2 separate regions of the Macaca mulatta genome follow, and region 2 is linked to region 1. The links are chromatin contacts, called in public Hi-C maps. All regions are on one chromosome and are shown on one strand. The core of a region is the stretch at or near the end of the contact, and the rest is flanking DNA. Distances in the headings are between cores, read along the strand shown. Region 1 holds the start of ZSCAN31 (zinc finger and SCAN domain containing 31). Region 2 holds the start of LOC702796.

What was found. Hi-C and Micro-C count contacts between places; a contact is called where the count stands out from the background.
Region 2: a Hi-C map of fetal cortex germinal zone shows a contact between it and region 1, with 4 times the contacts expected there. The contact joins the promoter of LOC702796 here to the promoter of ZSCAN31 in region 1. A contact is called at or near these places in 3 of 14 Hi-C or Micro-C datasets (fetal cortex germinal zone, fetal cortical plate and liver).

What each region holds. Positions count from the first base shown.
Region 1 is chr4:154,987,755-154,993,353 of T2T-MMU8v2.0, forward strand. It overlaps ZSCAN31 (zinc finger and SCAN domain containing 31), which reads left to right and starts at 3,310. Exons shown (of 6, transcript XM_078000749.1): 1 at 3,310-3,716. The region is part of intron 1 of ZKSCAN3 (zinc finger with KRAB and SCAN domains 3); the gene reads right to left.
Region 2 is chr4:155,232,822-155,238,420 of T2T-MMU8v2.0, forward strand. LOC702796 reads left to right here and starts at 2,173. Exons shown (of 2, transcript XM_078000794.1): 1 at 2,173-5,599. ZKSCAN8 (zinc finger with KRAB and SCAN domains 8) reads right to left here and starts at 1,422. Exons shown (of 6, transcript XM_015135783.3): 1 at 1,276-1,422.

The sequences.
Region 1 (5,599 bases), core at 2,060-4,559:
AAAGAGACTTCCCTCAATTCCCATTTTCCATGGCCTCTTCTCAGGCAACTGGGCTGAGGATACTGCCCACTTCCAGAAACTCACTTGTCCTTTGTTTCAAGAACCTTCCTTTCTCCTGCTTTCCTCCTTCCTGGTTCTTCTCACCTCCCATCATAATCTGGTTAAGTGTTCTGAACCCAGGTTTCCTGAGGTCGTCGTCATCCTGGTTTTACTACCTACTAGCTCTGTGCCTCCCTTTCCTTATCTGTAATAGGGATAGTGATAGTAGATAGGGCCATTGTAAGCATTAAGTGAGTGTATAACGTCTGTATAACAGTGCCTGGTATGTGGACATAAGGAACATGGCTGTGCTGCAGCCAGGCAGGCATAGGCCGAGGTAAACATCCTGCATGACTCAGTGGGATTGGAGCGCAGGCACACAATTCCATGCATTATACAATCACAGTTATGTAGCCATAACCTGGGGAGGCTCATCACCTGGCTCTAAGACACTGTTGTGAGGTGTATAAATGCAGCACTGACACTGTGACAGAGCTGCTGAGTAAAGCCATGTCCCATCTACCTGCTGTCTCTCAAGTGTTCTTCCAGCTCCCTGCCCCCCCATCCACCTACTCCCCTCAGACCTCAGCTGGGGCTTGAACCTGACATTTGGCATAGTGGGCAGGATGAGGTGAGTGGGTCTCCAGCTCCCAGGCTCCCGGGCCGGCTATGCAGCCACAGCATGAGCTGTGGCACCCAGTGGCAGCCGTGGTGCGAGGATGGGCTCTGGTGGAAACATGGGCGACACTGGACAGGCCCTCCACAAGTGTGGAGAAGGAGCTGAAGCACCTGGAAGTGCACAGCACTGAGGAGTGTGCCTTTGCCAACAGAGTCAGATGGGCATTTGTGACTGTGCTGCAAGAAGTGCATGCCCAGTCTCTGCTGGACGCAACGCAGGGAGGAGGAAGAACCTCCATTAGAGGCTCACCCAGTGGTCTGCCAGAAAATAGAGCATGAACAGCCACTGGGCCCCAAGGGTGGGCCTAGAGACTCCCTACCATAGTGAAGCACATTTCATATAGTGTTTGTACCCCCACTGAGTTGCGGGAGTTAGGTAAGCAGTGCCAGTAGCATCTGGGGGAGCCCCTCCCTTCCTGAATTCTCTCTCTCTGGGACAAAGGAGCTGATCCATTTTCTGCTCCGCCTCTGAGATGGAAAAGCTGGCTTCTTTAATTACAGTGTGGACTGATGCCAGTGAAATACCAGAAACTGTCAGTAGATGGCAGTCGTATACAGACTTGTGCAAGTCATTCGTGAAAAGGACATTGCTGGGTGACTCGGTCCCGCCAGAGCGTTCCAGCTCAAAGATTACCTGCTGCAGTCAGGCAGAAATGTAAAGCCTTTCCTGTTTGATTGGGAACTGGCCAAGGTGCCGGACTTAGGGGGACAACGGACAACCAAAGGCTGTATGTGGACTCGGCAATCTACTGGTCCCTAAACCTGAATAAGTTTCCGGGCAGAGCTGCATTTATTGACAGTTATGAAAGCTGGTCAGTGAAAGTGAAACCTGTACCTTCGGACCTTGGCATCGGCCGCTTGGCTCCCCGCTTATGCACTGTGTATGTCTCTCCCATGCCTGAGGACAGGCTGGGGTGGATGTTTTGCACGGCTTGGCAGCTGTGCCATCTATCATGGATTTGATAGACCACCTGACAACAGAACTGGGATGGTGCCACTGTGTGGTGGACTTGGCCAATGCATTCCTCTTAATGGACATTGCTCCAGAGAGCCAGGAACACTTTGCCTTCATGGGAGGGTGATGATGGACTTTCACAGTATTGCTGCAGGGATATATGCATAGCCCCAACATATGTCATGATCTTATTAATGATGTTATTATATTAACCTCTGATTCTCTTGCAGATTTAGAAGCAGCAATGCAGCCTCTTGCCTGGAATTGGGATGATGCGGCTGAAACCACCTTCCTGGCAGCCAAACAGGCTATTCAGCAGGCACAAGCCCTATGGGTAGCTGATCAGGGGCACCCATTTAAACTTGATGTGCATGTGACCACAGATATTTTTGACTGGGGCTTACGGCATTGCACAGAGCTCTTTAGAATGCCAGTAGATTTTTCGTCCCAACTTTGAAAAGGAGCTGAGCTCCGGTATTCCTCGACAGAGGAGTTAGTAACTGCATATGCTGCCCTTTAGACTCATGACAGCCTGGCAGGATGGGCTACAGTCGTTGTGCGCATGACTTACCCAACAGTAGGGTAGGTATGCTCATAGGTAACAACCCGCACACTGGGATGGCACAGACATCCACTTTTGCAAAGTGGGGTGCCTAAGCCTACACGGAACAGCAAAGTATGCTAAGTCAAGTCCCTTAGCAGCACAATTACAAGAAGTCTTAGTACCTACTATCCTAATGCAAGATAAGGCTATGGGACCTGAGGCACCCCTAGACCCTGAGCCTTCATCTTTTAAGGAAGGGCATCCCTGCATTCCCAATAGGGCGTGGTACACAGATAGGTCTAGCCAGGGTGCTACTGCTGCCTGGACTGCTGTTGAAGCCCAGCCTAGTACTGACACCCTACGGTTTGATACCAGGTGTGGACAAAGTAGCTAATAAGCTAAACTCAGGGCAATGTAAATGATGATCACCAAGAAGGTGACACCTATGGTAATCTGCACCAATAGCTGGGCAGTTTATCAAGGCTTAACCTTGTGGCTAACTACCTAGAAGTTACAGAAGTGGTTAGTCACTGACCTATGTAGGGCCAGGCCATGTGGCCAGACCTATAGGAGAAAGGATGACTTCCTCTAACCAGGTATGGGGACAAACGGTAACCTGTTGTTGCCTGCCCCAATGCCCCTAAAGGTAGGTAAGCAAAAAACCTGGCTTAATATATAAAGCAACATCGGGGTAACATCACCATGGGGTGGTTGCCTACTATAACCTGAAATTATTGCTCCCTGTATTACTACTGTGGCCCGAGTGCCTACAGCTTATGTGTCAATCCTCTATGTATACACTGGGCCTGTGTGCCCAGAGCCTATGTGTCAGACTTACGTGTCAAGCCTGTGTGTATGTATCAGCCCTGGGTGCTGAAAGTGTATATGTCAGGCTTGCGTGCCAAACCTATATATTGGGCCTGTGTACCTAAAAACTTATGTTTCCCTCGGCCAAGGGGGTGGAGTGTAAGGTAAAAATGGATGTGCTTTGGTCAAGAACAGGCTGAGGCAGATATGCAGGCCAGTGTGACTCAGCGAGTCTCCAACGCAGGCGCACCACTCCACTTGTTATATAACCTGTTTGTGTAAGCTCATACTTGGCTCACAGCCACTATTGTGTGTAAATGGTATAACTGCCCTGCTGACACTGTACATAGGACTCATGCCCAGAGAGAGAGGGAAAAACTGCTGACCTTGGAAGAGAGAACTGGCCGTCTTGCAGACCGACAGAGGGGAGCCAGGAATTAACAAGTGTGCCAAGGAGTATAGCTGTAAGTGTGGGAGCGGCAGAAGCCACAGAGCCAGTTGCTGAGAAGGGCTGTGGTAAAGGAGGCACCCGAGACAGAGGCAGACAGTGTGAGAGCTGCAGCAGCTGCTGCTGACTAAAATCATATTTTACCTGTCTACAGCCCCAACTGTTTTTTCAACTATCTGCCACCTATCCAACAACTCCCCTCGGACCTCAGTATGGGCTGGAACCTGACACTTGGCATGACAGTGGTAAGTACCATATACATATTGGCTAACAGTATAATTCACTGATCTTTCTTTTTTTAAAATAAGAGTAGGCCTGGTGGTTCTGTTCTTGACCTTTTCTTTTCTCTATCCACAGTCTTCCCCAGAACTATGTTTAATCACTTGCAAGGTTTTAACTTCTATTTCTAGGCTGTAGACTCCTGATCCCTATCCTGAGTTGCCTCCCAGATAGTCCTATACAGAAATCTTGCAAACAAATCCAATTCAATATGCCCCAAATTAAACTGATTTTCTTGCCTCCTAATCTACTCCTTCCTCAGTATGGTATTCTCTAGAAACAATAGCACCAGCCACCAGGTTTCCTCAGAGTCATTACTTTGTAATGGATGATTTCTATATTTTAGGAGGGAAAAGTAAGATATTCTGAAAGACAGCCTATCCCAGAAGCCATGAGACCTGGGCCTGATCTAAGAGGGAAGGGAAACCTGAGATTCCTGTGAACCAGCTGGGACTAGACTTTAAACTAGAAGTGAGTGACTGCAAAATTATTTGACTGGACTCAGATGTCAGTAAGTCTGTCTTTACTCAGTGGAATGGAGAGGCTAGAAAATGTAAGGCTGGGCCGGGCGCAGTGGCTCACGCCTGTAATCCCAACACTTTGCGAGGCCGAGGTGGGTGCATCACAAGGTCAAGAGATCGAGACCATCCTGGCCAACATGGTGAAACCCCGTCTCCACTAAAAATACAAAAATTAGCTGGGCATGCGTGGTGGCAGGCGCCTGTAGTCCCAGCTACTTGGGAGGCTGAGGCAGCAGAATCACTTGAACCTGGGAGGCAGAGGTTGCAGTGAGCCGAGATCGTGCCATTGCACTCCAGCCTGGCAACAGAGCAAGACCGTCTCAAAAAAAAAAAGTAAGGCTGGTAGAGGTTACAAAGGGAAAAACAATTCCAGATCTGTATCCTGAACCTCTATTCCTCAGGCCAACTCTCTATAGTTCAAAGGATGGTAGGGAATAGAAGGAAATTAGGAAACTGAGAGAACCCATTGATTGTTACAAATGAAAAGTACCAGAAAACACTTCCTCCTAATAAGTTGCCACAAGAGATCTGGGGCACTGCTACATGAGCTAATAATACCAAAATAAGTGACCCTAAATCTAATCTAGTCTTTAGATCCAAATACCAGTGTACAGGCAAAATATAGGAAAAAATTATATTAAAGGCTTTCAAACTTTGTTACATATTAGAATCACTAGGGAACTTTTAAAACTCCTAATGCCTTGGGTACAATCAAGATCAATCAGGCTGGGTGCAGTGGCTCACACCTGTAATCCCAGCACTTTGGGAGGCTGAGGCAGATTGCCTGGAGTCAGGAGTTCAAGAACAGTCTGGCCAATATGACGAAACCCTGTCTCTACTGAAAATACAAAAATTAGCTGGGCGTGGTGGTACACACCTGTAATCCCAGCTACTTGGGAGGCTGTGGGCATGAGAATCACTTGAGCCTGGGAGGTGGAGATAGCAATGAAAAAAAAAAATCAATTAAATCACTCTCTGGGGGTGGGACTCAGCATTAATAACTTTTAAAACTTTCTAGGTGATTCTAATGTGCAGCTGAGTTTGAGATCTAATAAGTTAAAGATACTAAAAAGAAGCAATCGACCAAATCCAGAATGTGAGGCATTTTATAAAACAGAAGGTTCAAGTTCCTCAACAAATAAATGGTATTTTTACCAAAAGGAGTGGGAGGGAATGGGAACAGTCATAGATTAGGAGACTGAACAGACTTATCAAATAAATGCAAATGGTGAACCATATTTGGACCCCACTGAAAACAACTGTAAAAAGACTGTAAAAAAAAAAAAAAAAAAAAACTGTAAAAATATTTGAGACAATTATTTGAAAAT
Region 2 (5,599 bases), core at 923-3,422, 240 kb after region 1:
CCATATTTTTAAGTCTCTTCCCTCTCTAATCAGCTAGTTTTTGAGAATTACAACCTATAAATAACTGAGTGCAAAATTACTCTACTATGTACTTTCCTCTCAGTTTTGTGCGTACATGTCTGTATTAAGTTGGTGAGCACTGTGTGGATACAGACTGATTTTTACAGTCTCCTTAAATAACACCTAGTCAAGTTTACATGAGTTTAATATGCCATCTTTAAAGCTTCCTCTGAATTTTAAATGCTGTAATCCTGTGAGATACTGAAGGCACAACTCAATTTTAACAGCATTATTTTTTCAATAGTTGTAGAAGGAATGTATTCTTCCTTCAGACTAAGTCTAATTTGAGAAATGTTTGGGAACTGAAAACAAAACAAAAAAGACATTTTCCAGGATTTAAAATCCAAGAAAAAGTAGGTGAAGCGAATACTATGCTTTGTTATCTCAAATTGCATTAGCTGAAAGTTTTAATTAACATCACATTTTACATTTAACCACAACAGAAATTCAAAACATGTATGTATTTGCTAAAACAATGACTGTTCGTAAATATACTCAACGGAACTAACAAACACCAGAAATATGTTTTTAAAGGTGGTGGTGGCAGTCAAAGTAGCCTGACAAAAATTATTCATGACTAACCAGAGTTTTGGAAATGGGGACCTCCCAGAGTTCCTCGTTGGCTAACTTCAGTTTGCTTTAACGAATGAAATAGGCATTCTGATAACGCTGAATTCTGAATTACCTTGAAATTAAAACAAAACAAAACAAACTTTCGTACAATTATCTAGTCAACACACCACCAGTTTCTGAAAACACTAAAGAAAGCAGAGTAACAGCAAAAATGGGTATGCATGGAAAACTGGGGCTTCCAAAAGCAAAATATGTCTTTTTTTAAAAACTGAGAATTTTGTTGTGACCGAAACGCAAAATAGCGCTATCTGAAAACAATTCAGACTCTGGAAATAATTGGATAAAAAATAACATGGGGGGGGTCAGTTCCCCATTTTAAGATAAACACGATCGACTACAAAATCATACCACAAAACGATTATCTATGAAGAAAGCTTCATAAAAGGTTCCCTCGCAAAAAGTTCGAGGGCAATGCGTGGGGACGTACTCTGCCTGTACCAGCAACTAAGGCGTCGGAATCGGTCCGCGGCGACGACCACCGCACAGGCCCCTCTGCGGACCCCTCACGCCAGTCCTCAGCTGCGGCCTGGACCAGCCACAAAGCACCCACTTTTCTCCGACCCAGAGCCCGACCGTACTCACTGTGAGTTGCAGAGGCGCCCCGGCGGGGGGAAGGTACGCTGCAACGGATAAACACACCCGGAGAAAGGTCGGGAAGTAAAGGAGATGAAAACTGTACTCCAACCAGGGCCCTCCGGCCACTAACTTCCAAATCTGCGGAGGCACAACACCGTCCAGCACGCATCTTGCCCCAAAGGCACTTCCGGAAGCTCTCTAGGAGTCCTGGAGGTCTAAAAGCTCTATGGTCTGCCGACTGCGGGTACAGGAGTACCACGCCCCTCACCTGCTGTGTGCTGTGCCTCGGGTTCGTCTGCGTGCCTCAGGCTTCCCCGTCGCTGGGGCAGTGAACGTGCTGGGGAATAACGGACCTTGGTGTCCCCTCTGCCTTGTGTGCTCGTGCAGCTCCGCGCGTTCGCTGACAATAGTAACGGCCCCCTGGGGGTAGATATCCGACGTAGGGAGGCTAGAGCTGTGTAAGGAGGCTAGGAAAGTGTTGGAGGAGGGAGCACTTCATGGTTCCTTAGGATTCCAACTGGACTCGCGTTTGGCCCCGTTACATACCCTGTACTTTACTGTTCATAAATATATTCATAAATATATCCAATCCTCCCACATAGAGTACAAACTTCATGAGAAATTCCTGCTAATCACAGTTCATAGTTTTGTGAAATCCCTATGGCATGGCACTTAGGAATCGCATACTTTATTAAGTATTCAAAAAATCGTAATTAAATATATATTATTTTTGGATCTTTACATATTTCCCACTCTTTCCTATGTTAATGAATTTCAATTGCTTACAACATCTGCTTTGCTGCTTAGCTGTTTTAATGCTAAACCTATGATGTAAGCTTGGGGAGTAAACCCTAGTTTTAATACCACAAAATTTGGGGAACAAATCTATGTTCATTCTTTTTTTGCTAGTCTTTTTTTTTTTGAGACGGGGCGCTATTGCAGAGTGTATTGGTGTGATCATAGCTCACGGCAGCCTCAACCTTCTGGGCTCAAGCAATCGTCCCACCTAAGTCCCCCAAGTAGCTGGGACTACAGGTGTGCACCAACCTCAGCTTTAAAAAATTTTTTCTTGTAGAAACGGGGTGGGGGTGGGGGGGTCTCAGTATGTTGCCCAGGCTGGTTTCGAACTCCTGGGCTCAAGTGATCCTCCTGCCTCAGTCTCCCAAAGTCCTGGGATTACAGGCATGAGCCACCGCCCTGGCCCTATGTAATGAACAGACCTGTTGCATTACAGCTTTTTAACTTTTGAGACTAATAGGATTTCAGGGGTGGAGGTTGTGGCAAGAGTTAATTTTTGTTGTTTAGGTCTCATGTATTTATTTCCTTCAGCGCCTTTCCCAACCACCTATTTATTGAGTTCTCAGGGCTCCTCCAATTTTCACCTTAATTTCCCTCTTTATCTGCTCCTGCTGGTAGCTACCACCACCGTTTCTATCCCTTCCCAATTACTAACTCCCCAAATTTTGTGTACTGACAAAGTTGTTTTGATTTAAGGGTTTTGTCATCTAATTATCACATGAAAACAAGTAAATAATAGTAAACACTAGGAAGCTACAGTGCTTCTGGACTCCTTCAAAGCACTTATTTTTGCTTTTTATTTCACAGCTGTTGCTTTCCACCTGGGATGGTAACTGGAAGTAACTGGTGACAGATTAGAACTCTACTTTGTTTCTTTTTTTACGTTTAAAAAATAACTTTTTTGGCTGAGCAAGGTGGCTCATGACTGTAATCCCAGCACTTTGGGAAGCTGCGGGAGGATCACCTGAGCTCAGGAGTTTGAGACCAGCCTGGCCAACATGGCAAAACCCCATCTTGGCAAAAAATACAAAAATTAGCCGGGCATGGTGGTGGGCTCCTGTAGTCACAGCTACTCCAGAGGCTGGGGCAGGAGAATCACATGAGCCTGTGAGGCAGAGGCTGCAGTGAGCTGAGATCCTGCCATTGCACTCCAGCCTGATCAGTGGAGCAAGACCCTGTCTCATCTTAAATAAACAAACAAATAATTTTTAAGTCTGAAGTTGTGCACATAGGTAGTTGTACAAATTCAATGTGCACACAACTATGACTGCACATACTATGTATAAAATTGTGTACACATAGGAAGTAAAATAGCATCATGCTATAGGCAGTTTTCTCAAACTGGACACACAGACACCGATTATAACAGATAAAATTGATAAATTTGACTTCAAAATTTTAAATTTAAATTCTCATCAGAATTTAAATCTTCTCAAAAAAAGCACCATTAAGAAAGTGAAGAAAAAGCTATACACTGGAAAATATTTGTAATACATCTATCTGACAAAGAACTATCCAGAATATATAAAGAACTCTCACAATTAAATGAATAAGATAATTCAACACAAATAGGCAAAATATTTGAACACTTTGTTTACAAAAGATAAAAGAATGGCCAGTATGCACACTAAAAAGTAATAATTATTCATCAGGGAAATGCAAAGTTAAAACCACAATGAATTACCACCACATATCCATTAGAATGGTTGATAATATCACCAATTTCTAAGTTATCCAGGTTTGAGAGGCTTCCTTAGCTTACTCAATGAAATATGGAGATAAAGGAGAAATTATCAGCACCAGATTTCTCCTTTGAAATGTTACTTTTCTCCATTAATGTAACCACCATCCTCAGTTCTAATTAATTCATACCTATGTGACTGCAACAGACTTGAGATAGTCTTCCTAACTATCCAAGACGTGGTCCTTAAATATCATTATCATTCTTCCAATCACTAACCCTGAGTGGTTCCTTATCTCTAAGTAAAATTTAAACTTCTCTGTTTGCCTTTTATTTTTTGTATTTTTAAAAATAAATGAAACATGATATATCAAATTATTAAAAGCTGGTATCTCTACCCTCAAATGGTATTTACCTAGAATGTTGGGGGATAATTCTTTAATGGTCTCTCAAATTACTCCTAGTCTTATGGTAGATTTTTCTTTCAGGTTAGCTTTTCAAGGATATTTGTATCTCCTTTTAGAGCACAGTTGTTTCCTGACCAGGATAAAGATAATGGCTCATTCTGGGGCAAGGCTAAGCAAAGGATGGGCTTCCTAAGCTTGGCATTCCTCTGTTAGGTTGCAAACCCACTGTTCCATCCTAGCAGAGGAATGCCAAGCTTAGGCCACTCTGTGGGCTTTGGGAACATAAGCTTTGGGAACAAGGGAATATAAAGCTTATGTTGCCTGTGTTATTAAGTAATAAAGTCTTATGTCTCTGACGCAGGAGTCCAGTGTCTTCTGTTAGTATCCATAAAACTGTGGCAAGTTAAATTGTTAGCTTGCAAAGTAGGGTAAAAGTTTCACAATTTTCGACATGGGGTAATCACTGTTAAGTCTGGAGTGCATCCTTTTCCTGTACAAATACCCCACAAATTATATCTATATACACAAAATTTTTCAACAAAAATGGAATATATATTGTTCTGACACTCCTTTTGTCACTGATCATTTATCATTTTAACGGTTGAAAGGTATTCCTCAATAGCATATGTCATATGTAATTCTTCCCCGTTGATAGACATTGATAAACAAGTGTTTTCCTTTTTTTATACCACTAGCATCCAGTCTGCCTTTTATTGCCTTCCAGAATGACCTTCTCCCTATCCCATACCCCTGGTCACAATTCCCCTGTACCCCCAAGTCAAAGGACTTATCTCATTGCTCACTACTCAATCTAAACACTCGTCTATTATTCTAATAACCCCCTCTCAAGACTTTATTATTCGATTTTGCACTGATCACATTCTGTCTTATATTACTTGCTATTGTTACATTTGCTGTCAATAGATTAAAGCTTCCATAGTTGAGGTGTCGGTTCTGAGATCTCCCTCCCAGTTCTAGTAAGTGGTAGCCCTTGAAATATGCAGATGTGCCATACATTTCTGACAGGAAAAGTGGTTTGCCTTTTTTTGTCAAGTAGCTAATCAATCTGATTCATCCTCTTCCTTCAATTCTAGTCTTATTCAATAATTCCTTCTCCTTAGGTAGGTCCTCATTCACCCAAGTACTTATCAAGCACCCACCATGTGACAGACGACAAGTGAGGAGAAAGTGCTGGGATGAGCACCTCTGTCATCCATCCATCTTTTGTATCCTTCTTGGTCTTTCCTTTACCCAAGTCCTGTACTTCACTCTTCTTCACCCGTGCTTCAGAAAAGCGGAAGTTGGTTAATTAATTCCATTTGTCTGACTTGGATGAGAGTTGACAGCAGACAAGGGGAAAGGCAGGGAAATGCCCTTAGACTGTTCTTACATGCACTCTCACACTTAATAGTCAAAGCCACCCTATGAAATAGGCACTACGTTA